Linked DNA regions of Pan troglodytes: region 2 is linked to region 1. Evidence: chromatin contacts called from public HiChIP or PLAC-seq data. All regions are on one chromosome and are shown on one strand. The core of a region is the stretch at or near the end of the contact, and the rest is flanking DNA. Distances in the headings are between cores, read along the strand shown. Region 1 overlaps AUTS2 (activator of transcription and developmental regulator AUTS2). Region 2 overlaps AUTS2 (activator of transcription and developmental regulator AUTS2).

The links. HiChIP or PLAC-seq counts read pairs in DNA pulled down with a chosen protein or histone mark.
Region 2: an H3K4me3 HiChIP or PLAC-seq map of stem cell-derived excitatory neurons shows a contact between it and region 1, with 4 times the contacts expected there. The contact joins two enhancer-like sites. A contact is called at or near these places in 1 of 1 datasets of contacts at active chromatin or transcription factors (stem cell-derived excitatory neurons) and 1 of 1 other capture datasets (stem cell-derived neural stem cells).

Annotation. Positions count from the first base shown.
Region 1 is chr6:79,176,865-79,182,258 of NHGRI_mPanTro3-v2.0_pri, forward strand. All of the region lies in intron 5 of AUTS2 (activator of transcription and developmental regulator AUTS2), which reads left to right. Among named protein-coding and RNA genes, the nearest start is that of GALNT17, 580 kb to the right of the region's middle. Within about 2 kb of position 3,202, at least 2 of the 24 cell types and tissues checked have an H3K27ac peak or open chromatin away from gene starts, as enhancers often do. A contact at or near this core is called in stem cell-derived excitatory neurons, where this site is marked.
Region 2 is chr6:79,313,506-79,318,846 of NHGRI_mPanTro3-v2.0_pri, forward strand. The region is part of intron 5 of AUTS2 (activator of transcription and developmental regulator AUTS2); the gene reads left to right. Among named protein-coding and RNA genes, the nearest start is that of GALNT17, 440 kb to the right of the region's middle. Within about 2 kb of position 2,791, at least 20 of the 24 cell types and tissues checked have an H3K27ac peak or open chromatin away from gene starts, as enhancers often do. A contact at or near this core is called in stem cell-derived excitatory neurons, where this site is marked.

The DNA of each region.
Region 1 (5,394 bases), core at 1,952-4,451:
TTTGACAATTCAACAACCTCAACTCTGGGATGGGCATTTATTAATAACCCCCAACCCACCCAAGTCCTCCAAATACCCTGCCATCCAGGGGAAAACACATAAACATCAATAAACTGCATGTCCCCAAGGGATGCTCTTTGCCCCAGGATAGTCTGGCCTCTCGGGAGATTTCTCTTACCTCCAGGGCTTTGTTTCACCAGAGAAGCCAGCCTGGAGGTAGAAGGGGAAGATACTTAGCAGCAAAATCTGCTGCCCTGTACAGCCAGGCCAGGGGGGCAGTCAGGGGCTATACAGGCTGAAAAGCTGTCCAGGACCCAGAGCTATGTGACTCATAAAGGCAGGCTGCCCACCCACTGAAGGTCTCCAAGTGGCAGTCCAGATGGACAGTGATCAGCTGTCACATTGGACGGTTGGCCTCCTGTGATGACAACACTGTGCCAAGGAGGCCTGGGTTGAAGCTTTGAGCACACGTTAATTGGCTTAGCTCTATTCCACCACTGTAGAATTTTTTAGTTCAATTCAGCAAATATTCCCGGGGTTCCTGTTCTTTGCCAGGTAATAGAGCTGGACACTGTGAATGCAGAGATGGATAAAATATGTCCTTTAGCTGATGGAGAGAAAAACATGAACAAATAAATGTCATTTACTATGAAAGATACTAGAGTATCTGGAAAGAACAGTGGAGACAGAGAAGGGATGGATGGCTGAAAGTGTGTGGTTAAAACAGTGCCCACCCATCTTGCCCAGACACAAACCACTCAAAACCAAGACCCTGTTGGAGGAAGCATTCCTGTGAGTTTATTAGAGCAGGATTTCCTGAATTCTTCCTAGGAATGTTAAAAGATAAAATTTGAAAAAAGGATTCCAAGAGCAAATAAGTTTGGGAAATAGTGAGTTAAAGTTAGACAGGTTGCTTTCATTGGTAGCTCATGCTTAAGTGCAGAACTTCTCAAAGCCTTGAGTATGCTGAGCACATTGTGTGATTACCCCAGGGGAGGAGATGGTATTGAGAATTTTGACTTGGGAGCCTTTTTCCAGAGTTACTTCCTTGGACCTGGGACCCTCATATTCTTGGACCCTGGCACAGTGTCCTGTCTGGAGCTGAGAGTTTGCGGAGTGGCCTTCTAGTCCCAGCGCTCCCACTGTGACTGAAACTGTGTGGCTTTGGGAAGTCTAACCTTCTCTGATATTGTTTCCTCATTGTGTTAGGCAATTTTTGCATCTCTATAAAGAAATACTTGAGGCTGGGTAATTTATAAAGAAAAGAGGTTTCATTGGCTCCTGGTTCTGCAAGCCACACAAGCATGGCACTGGTATCTGCTTGGCTTCTGGGGAGGCCTCAGGAAGCTTTTTTTTTTTTTTTTTTTTTTTTTTTTTGAGACAGAGTCTCGTCGCTCTGTCGCTCAGCTGGAGTGCAGTGGTGCGATCTCGGCTCACTGCAACCTCTGCCTCCCGGGTTCATGCCATTCTCCTGCCTCAGCCTCCTGAGTAGCTGGGACTACAGGTGCCCACCACCATGCCCAGCTAATTTTTTTGTATTTTTTAGTAGAGACAGGGTTTCACCTTGTTAGCCAGGATGGTCTTGATCTCCTGACCTTGTAATCCGCCTGCCTCGGCCTCCCAAAGTGCTGGGATTACAGGCATGAGCCACCACGCCTGGCCAGGAAGCTTCTAATCATGGCAGAAGGCAAAGGGTGGGTAGGCACATCAGATGGTGATAGCAGGAGCAAGGGAGAGAGAGAGGGGCGATGCCACACACCTTCAAACAACCAGAGCTCATGTGACCTCACTCACTGTTATGAGGACAGCACCAAACCATGAGAGGTCTGCCCTCATGACACAGATACCTCCCATCAGGTCCCACCTCCAGCATTGGCAATTACATTTTTAACCTGAGATTTAGGCAGGGACAAATACCCAAACTATATCACTTATCTAGAAAAGAAGGGAAGAGTGACATCTGCCTATCTTGCAGTATTGTTGTGAAATAATAGATGTGAAAGCACTTCATACTCATAAGGACTGGGATTGTCATTGCTGGGTTGTGACAATCGCAGCTGTGATCAAGTCTTCGAGGCTTTAGTTACTTGACTGCCTTGAGGTTGTGGCCTCTCGTTATGCCTGGAATTCTCCCTTCCTTCACTTCTTTACCCACCCCTTGAGATACTTCTTATAACCATCCCCTAAGTTCAACGTTGGTAGCCCTGAGACTTCTGTCCTTGGATCCCTTCTCTCGAGACCATTTATCTCAGAGCTCCATGTGTCAACATTACCTGTCTTCTGATAACCACCCAGGTTTCTGTCTCTAGCCTTTGCTTCTACCTTAAGTTCTGGATCCAAATTTCCAACTTCTCCCCAGATACCTTGATGTAATTATCTCAAGCTGCATACTAGTGCCTCAAACTGCTTGCCCTTGCCCACACACTGTGTTCCTTCATAACTGGGTGTCATCTTAAAAGTACTTCTGGTAAACTCCTGCTCATCCTTCAGAACCCGACTTTAGTCTAGTCTCCTCTTGGCTGACTTCCTCCTGTGCGCTCCCAGAGAACTTTGTACCTACACCTAACACGCCACTTCTCACACTGCCACTGTGGCCATTGGTGTAGTTTTCATTAAGTCAAGGACTATGCTTTATTTGCCTTTAAATTCTCATCCTTGAGCAGAGTGCAGGGTGGGCAGTAAGTCTAATTGGATGCATATACCTCATTCTAGTCATGCCCATGCAGCAGAGGGGAGTTTCATCTTTAATGCCACATCTGGCTTTACACTAGAGGCCTGAACCTGCCGGATGCACAATTTTGTTCTTTTCCCTGCTGGCTAGGATTTGCAGGCACCCAGAAGCTGAAGACCCTCGGGGTCTCCAGAGGAGGTCACATGTGCCTCTGGCCACAGCCACCCCTGGACTTTCAGCTGGCCAGTGCTCCCAGCTCCCAGCCCTTGGCTGGCAGAGGTGAGCGGGAGTCCCACCCACTCCTCCCCAGCTTAGCCGAGTCATGTTGATATTCTGGCGGCATAGTCAGGCTTGTTATTGAGCACATGCTTTGCAGATTAGCCTGTTTGTATAGCCAATCGAACATGTGCTCCATTAAAAATTAAAGCATCCTGTTTTAAGGATGGAGCAGGAGACATCAGCTGCCACTGTGTAGCAGACATGCAAAGCCCCAGAGCCCATTACCATAGGTTACAGCAAATGTTAATCAGTGCCAGTGCAGTTAAATAATGCAGTTTGTGCAGATGGCAGCTACTACATCTCCTCACAGATGTGTCCTCAAGTCCCGGAGGCTGCTGTATCACAGGAGTTGTCGGGAGCAGTCAGATCTGATGCTGACTGTCAATATCACCTTTTGTGTTTGTGTGCATCCTCCAGCCAGCTGAGAGGCAACGATAGGATGACTCCAGGCCCTACTTCCAGCAGCCCTTCCAGAGCTGGAGCAGAGGGTCTGTGCAGGGCTCACAGGAGAGCAGAAATATTTCACTAAATCGCCAAGAACACTCAGAGTAAAGCTCTGCAGTCTGCTCCATGAAACTGTACCCAGCTGCATCCTGCAAGAGGCTTCCCAGCCAGGTGGAGTGGGGATGGCGTTCCCACCTTCACTCTTTACTGCTTTCTGCTTGCTGACGGGCAAGAATTCCACAAGTATTCTTCCTGGCTTCCATAAGCGCAGGGACACCTCACTGTATCAGAAGTTGGAGTTCTGACAGCACCTACTGTGCACAGGGCCTGATTCTGAATGGCAAAGTGCTGTTCCCGAAGCCCAGGCACTTGGCTCTCTGGTCCAGGTGTCCCTACCCTCCAGCCCCTGAACAGATACTCTGCGTAAAATTTAGGAACAAATCGCCACTCATGCTGCCAGCAGTAAGCAGCAACTGTTGTGGCAAGAAAAGACCAAACCGTTTCAACTGTCCCAGCTCTTCTCTCTCTCTGTGTACTTCCTTACTAGCAGCTGTGGGGGACCCTTCCATGAAGGGGCACCTAGAGCACTGACATCCACATGTGGGCACCTGGGGGCATTCCATCTCAGCCACTGTCAGGAGCAGGCACAGTGACTGGTCCTCATGAAGGTGGCCTGTTATCAAGAGAAGATGAAATAAAGCTCGAGGTAACCAAGTGTGGGAAACTTGTATGGAAGCAGGGGAGATTGCTCTTGATATAGTTAAGTGTTTTACTTAAAGGTGTAAGCCTCAGCTTTCTGAAAAATATGCTACTGTAGAACAACTCATTTCTGAATAGCATCAAATATGTGAGGTGAAAATGTACTTATGAGAAAAATAGTTAAAAGTTTATTCATCCTATTTCCTTTCTAGGTTGTCAGACTACGTGCTATTCTTCATTCCTAGGTGGGAAACATTGCATCTTATGAATGTAACGTGTTGCTGTAGACAAATATTCTTGTGGAGTGAAGCCCAGGGACAAGGGTCTTTTGCTTTCCTTGCAAAATGTAGAGACATTATTCCTGTTTCACCTTTGAAGGCCATGCCATCTGATAGGCCATGCCATCTGATATGGTTTGGCTCTCACCTTGAATTGCACCTTGAATTGTAATAATCCCCATACGTTGTGGGAGGGACCTGGTGGGAGGTAATTGAATCACGGGGGTGGGTCTTTCCTGTGCTGTTCTCGTGATAGTGAATAAGTCTCACGAGATCTGATGGTTTTATAGAAGGGAGTTTCCCTGCACATGCTCCCTCTTTGCCTGCCGCCATGTAAGATGTGCCTTTGCTCTTCCCTCATCTTCTACCATGATTGTGAGGCCTCCCCAGCCATGTGGAACTGTGAGTCCGTTAAATCTCTTTTTCTTTATAAATTACCCAATCTTGAGTGTTATCTTTATTAGCAGCGTGAGAACAGACTAACACACCATCTGATCTGATGGCTTCTACCCTTTCTTTCTTTCTTTTTTTTTTTTTCTGAGGCAGAGTCTTGCTCTGTCACCCAGGCTGGAGTGCAGTGGTGTGACCTTAGCTCACTGCAACTTCTGCCTCCTGGGTTCAAGCAATTCTCCTGTCTCAGCCTCCCAAGTAGCTGGGACTACAGGCACACACCACCACACCCAGCTAATTTATGTATTTTTAGTAGATATGGGGTTTCACCATATGGTCATCCTGGTGTCAAACTCCTGACCTCAAGTGTTCCACCTGCCTTGGCCTTTCAAAGTGCTGGGATTACAGGTGTGAGCCACCACTCCCAGCCAGCTTCTACTCTTTCTTTACTTCCCAGTCTCAACATCATTTGTGGAAGATTTTAGCACCGACTCACTCCTTTCCTTCCATTAAACTCAGCAATGACATGAGCAGCTCATCTGAGCCCCAGGCCTCTGGATTCCTAACCTCCTTGCCTCCAGTGGTCTTTCCTTTATCCACCTCTGCCCCCCATTCCCATTGTTATGCCCTACA
Region 2 (5,341 bases), core at 1,541-4,040, 140 kb after region 1:
TTAATCTAACACCAGAGTGGAAATTGAGTCCACATTCTTGCTCTCTGCTTTCTATTAGAAAGGGTTGCCGCTTTCTAAGACTTGTTCTCCTTAGATTGGGTTCAGAGGCTAAAGGTGATGTTAAGAAGCCATTAGTGTTTAGTATGTTAATCCACCTCCATGTAACAGAAAAGATAGCTTCCAGCCTTTGACTTGGCATCTTTATATTAAAACTCCAATAAAAGGAAATTAAATTTCTCAAGGAAAAAAAAAAACCAATCTTCCTGATTATTGAAAGCCCTCTGACCTGGATTCAGTCCCTAATATATGGATTATCGAATTTAGTCTTCTTTCTTCCTTCTTCCTACTTCTGACGCTGTTGTGTACCTGGTCCCCTCCAATTTTGACATTCATTCCCATCCCCGCTTCCAGAAAGCATAGGGAATAGAGCAGTTTGGAAACCAGTCAGAAATGGGCTCATTCGTGAGTCTGGAGGGAGGATGAGAAATGGAGCAGGTCACAGTGGGTGGTGTTCTGCAACCGGGCCAGCCAGGGGACCCTGGGGAGCAGCACTGGAGGTGGCCACAGTGGTCAGAGGCTTGGCTTTTGGCGTTCCCAGGTTCCTCTTGATGAGAGATCATCAAAAGATCTGGACACATGCAGATCTGGCTGAGGCCGTCATCTGAGGCCTAATCCCTGGTAACCATTGATGACAATTTTTTTTTTTTTTTTTTTGAGATAAAGTCTTACTCTGTTGTTTAGGCTGTAGTACAGTGGCATGGCGTGATCTCGGCTCACTGCAACCTCCACCTCCCAGGTTCAAGCGATTCTCCTGCCTCAGCCTCCCAAGTAGCTGGGGTTACAGGTGTGCACCTCTACACATTTTATTAGTAGAGACGGGGTTTCGCCATGTTAGCCAGGCTGGTCTCAAACTCCTGACCTCAAGTGATCCACCTGCCTCGGCCTCCCAAAGTGCTGGGATTACAGACGTGAGCAACTGCGCCCAGACTGATGACAATCTAATGCAAGGCATGATAAATGTCAGAAGTGCCACCTAATGAAAGCACCCTGGAGGGCCAAGTGGTTTCAGCTGGTCAGCTAAGCTGCCATGCCGTCGTGCTCTCAGTTTACCCTGTAGGGGATGGTGCAGGAGCTCAGGCAGTTTCTTCCCTGTAACACCGATTTTACTAGAACAACAAGATAAGAAAACTGTTCCATTTTGATTGTTCCAAAAGAAACAACCTTTTAATGTCTTCTCTAGAACATTTCATGTCCGCCTTTGAGCTATCCTGGTATTGTCTAAACAGCTTCAGAATGAATGCCGCCTCGCTGGAGGACCACAGCTGGGTATTGTGACATCTTGTAAGCAACTGGAAAATCCATCTCCAAACCTATACCTTCTGAGATGCCTTTTCTTTTGACTTCTCAGGAGGCAGTGGTAGAGAAAAATCACTGTTACCTATCTTTTTAAAAAGACTTGTATAACACCACATTGTGCTACCAGTTTGGGGGAGGGGGTGATGAAGCTAGAGAGAGAAGGCTTCTTATTTCCAAACTTAGAGGCTAGAGGAGGGGGAAGTATGCCATATAGCAAGCACCCCCACCTTTTTTTTTTTTTAACTTGAGAGGTTTTTCAAGAGTGCCATGAAATCAAATAGTGATAGACATGCAACTTCAAAGAGGCAAGGAGTGGCCATCATTACTTTAAACCAGTCTGCATGTCATTCATATGTGGTGTGCATCTCTCCCAACCCCTGTTCTCTTCCTCTCTTCCTCAGCCACACTCCAGGTAACGGTGGCACTGGGAGGGGACTTAGAACTGAAGTTTTCCTCTCACCCCACCTTGGTGTGCCCACTGTACTCCACAACCCTACCAGTTGCAACCTAGGCCTTGCTTGCCCTTTTTCTTGTACTAGGAAAATTGCAGCAGCTTTTCCTCTGCACCAAGGAGGAACCTTGTCAAGCTGCAGGTGTGGAATTAAAACTCCAGATGTTTTCAGAGGGTTTCCTCGCCCCGGGTGTGTTCTGGTGGGAGTGGGTTGCTCAGGGGAATCTGCTGAGTGCCTCATTTCTGGCCATTCAGTCCCCCACACCCTCTGGGGGCACTGCACTGTGCTCTAGGGGATACAGACACGATACATGTTAGGATGATAGACATAACTGCTGCCCATGTAGCGAGGCTTTGCCATTGCTTTCATTCTTTCCCTACAATCGGTGAATGCCAGGGGAAGCAACAGGCTCCACTTTTGTGGATGCAGGGTGTGCACGTGTCAGAGGGTGTGAGGAGTTGGGAGGAGAGGATTTGTAAGTGGCCAGTTCATGCTCTTAAGTTATTCATCAAACCGAACACACTGCGGTCAGTCGGCTGTGGTGGGGAAGGAGGTTAGGTGAAGACCTTTGTGTTCTGAGACCCAGACCGTGATCCCCGTCTCCATTTTCCACAATGCAATGATTATTTTGTATTGAGCGCCTACTATGTGCCAGGCCTTTTACATACATGACTTTCCCACTGAGCCCTCACAACCGCCCAGAGAGCCTGCTCTTTGCAGATGTGACTGGCTTGGTGGCAATTCAACCCCAGGCTGCGGGCCTAGTGGCCTTTCCCTGCCATGGCGCAATCTTGGAAGCGGCAACTGCGGGGAGGGCGAGGAGCGGTGCAGTTTCCGCCGCGCCCGCCCGCAAGGAAGGCAGCCGGGGGGAGCCGAGGGCTCGAGCCGCGGGGGGAGCAACAGCTGTCGATGTCGCGCCTGGGGACCGCGCCTCCGCTGGGCCGACCCGGCGCCGGGGACGAGAGGAGGGGCGGCGAGGGGCGGGGCGCGCGGGGCGGGACGGAGGAGGGGCGGTGGCACCGGCGGCTCGGGCTCGGCGCGCCGAGGAAGTCCCGTTCCGAGAGCTGCGAGCGTCTGGAGGAGGCGCGCTCGGCGCAGTCGGGGAGCGAAGTCCGGAGCAAGGGGCCCCCGCGTAGCCGCCGCCCCCTCCTGCTACCGTCCAGCCAGGGAGCCCGCGGCGGCCGCCGATGGAGTTCACTTGAGCTGTGAACCGGCGGGAGAGGCAGGCGCCGGCAAGCCGAGCGCGGGCCGGAGCCCAGCCAGCCCCGGGCGCTCACCCGCCAGCCCGCAAGCTCCGGCCAGAGGCGCCGCCGCCCCGCGCCCCGCCGTTGCAGCGCCTCCTGGGCCGCGCGCCGGCGAGATCCGCACAAAATCCAGACTCCCGGAGCGGCTCCCTCCAGCACCGCGGCGGGCCCAGGACCAGGCAGCCCGCGGCGCGGCTGGAGAGGCGGGACCGGCTGTCGGGGAGCCCCGGGCGGCCGCCGGGGAGAAGCCGCCGCGCGCCCTCCTCCTCCTCCTCCCTCTCCCTCCTCCCTCCCTCCGCACATGGTCTCCTTTGTCCTGTCGCCGCCGCCGCCGCCTCGCTCTTAGCTCCGCGCGCCGCGGCGGCGGCTCAGGCCGCTCTTCTCCGCCTCGCCCTCCCGCCGGCCGGCCCGGGACGCGCCTTGCTAGCCCCCGCCGCGCCAGCCCGGCCCCGCGCGCCGCAGGAGCGGCGGGGAGACAGTGGCGAGCGCGGGCCGGGCGATCTCGGCGGGCGCGCTCCTCCCGCCGCCCGGGGCCTCGGCCGCGCTGGATGTGTGCGCGCGGCGCCGGCTCTCGGTCGCCCCGAAGCTGTTGCCCGGTTCGGATCTGGTTCGGCGCCTCCGCTCTCGGACTTTGGCGAGGAAGGAGCCCAGAGACTCTTGTGGACAGAGCCGGGTCGAGAGTTGGGCGTTTTCTCTTCGTGTGTTTTGGTGGATTCCCCCCTGGTCTTTGACGATCGCCCTTCGGGAGTCCTGCTAAGGAACCAAACCATGAACTTGGGGCTGACCGGACCGTTTAACCCTTTGCAACCAGGTAATGAAGCCCCCGGGGCGCGGCTCGCTTGCCTACCTCTCGCGGTCGGAAGGGAGGCGGCCGGGTCGGGGGTCTTTTGTTGCGGCGGCCGGGCCGGCGGGCAGGGGTGGCAGGGGCGGGCTTCTCCCGTCTGGCGCGCCCAAGCGCCCCTTCGCTACCCCTCCTCCCTTCTTTCCTCCCCGCTCTGCGGCCCTGTCGCCCGCCTTTGTACTTTCCTCCCTCGGCCGGCCGGGCTCGGCCGGAGCTGCGCGGTCGTGCCCGGGAGGGCCTGGCGTTCGCCGCCGAGCTCCGATGTGAGGAGGGGGCCGGGGCCTGCGTCCGCTTGAGCTGGGGGCCCTAGCGTGGCGCTGCCCGCTCCTGGGGTCGCGCTTCCCCAGCGCGGAGGTCGGGATCCCGGCCCGCACCCGGTGCCAAGGGAGGCGAAAGGAGATCTGGGCTCGGGTTCGGCAGCGGGAGAAAGAACTCGCGCTTAAGTTTCCAGGAGGTTTCTGTTTTGTTGTTCGAAAGCCCCCCTTCTCGCCTGTGCGGGTGCGGAGGGCGGCCCCCGGGGTCTGCGTCCGAAGGGAGTGAGGGTGGGCCTGGAGCAGGAATCGCTGGGTCCCACCCCGTCTGCACGCACGGCTTTTTATAAGTTTTCCTTATTCTCCGCGTTCCCGCCTCCAATCTGTTTCACTTACTTAACTTTCCTTTAAACGCCAACTACGGCTTCTAGCAATATTTTTTTTACATCCAAAAAAAACAAAAAAACATATTCCCCCTTCCCTTAAATAAAAAGCAGCCAAAAGAGAGGTTTGGTTTTCTGTCAGTTTTAGATTCAACCACTTCATGCCCCTACCCTCCAAAACCGAGCGAGGGGATGAAAGGAAGTGAGTAAAATCTTCAAGTCTGTAGCGGGTAGAGGTGCCCCCGTGTTCGAGAGAAGGAAGAGCTCAATTCGTCGGCTCATTCTGGGCTCGCCGCTTTTCCATTTGAATAATAATTTTTTTTAAAAAGCCAGGAAAATGGTCCAGGTAATAGAAGGAAATGCAGACTATTTTCTGAAAGCAACGAAAATGATAAACATCCCCAAGATTCAGACCCAAGGAACCAAATCATTTGTACAAATGCCCTAAAACCCTAAGTAGAAGGAAAGTTCGTTGAGGAAAAGCAAAGGGTACTCGTGTCGTTTCCCCTGAAGATTTTGGCAAAGAAGCTCTCTTCTGACTTGTTAGGACAGTGGCCGGCCACAGTTGTAACCACCTGGATAGGAGAGAGAAGGGATCCAGAATGTTTTCACGGTCAGCCAGAGCTCCATTGCAGTCGTCATCTTTTGGGTGTTTTTCTGGGGAGGGCTTTCTGAGACACCCCCTTTCCCAGTTGCAAGAGGCATGGTGTCCAGCCCTGTGACTTGGATCAGCCAAGTAAGGGCTTAGAAAGCTTTTAGTCGAAGATACACTCCTAAGCCTCTCTGAATATCCGGTCAGACTTACTTCCTTAAT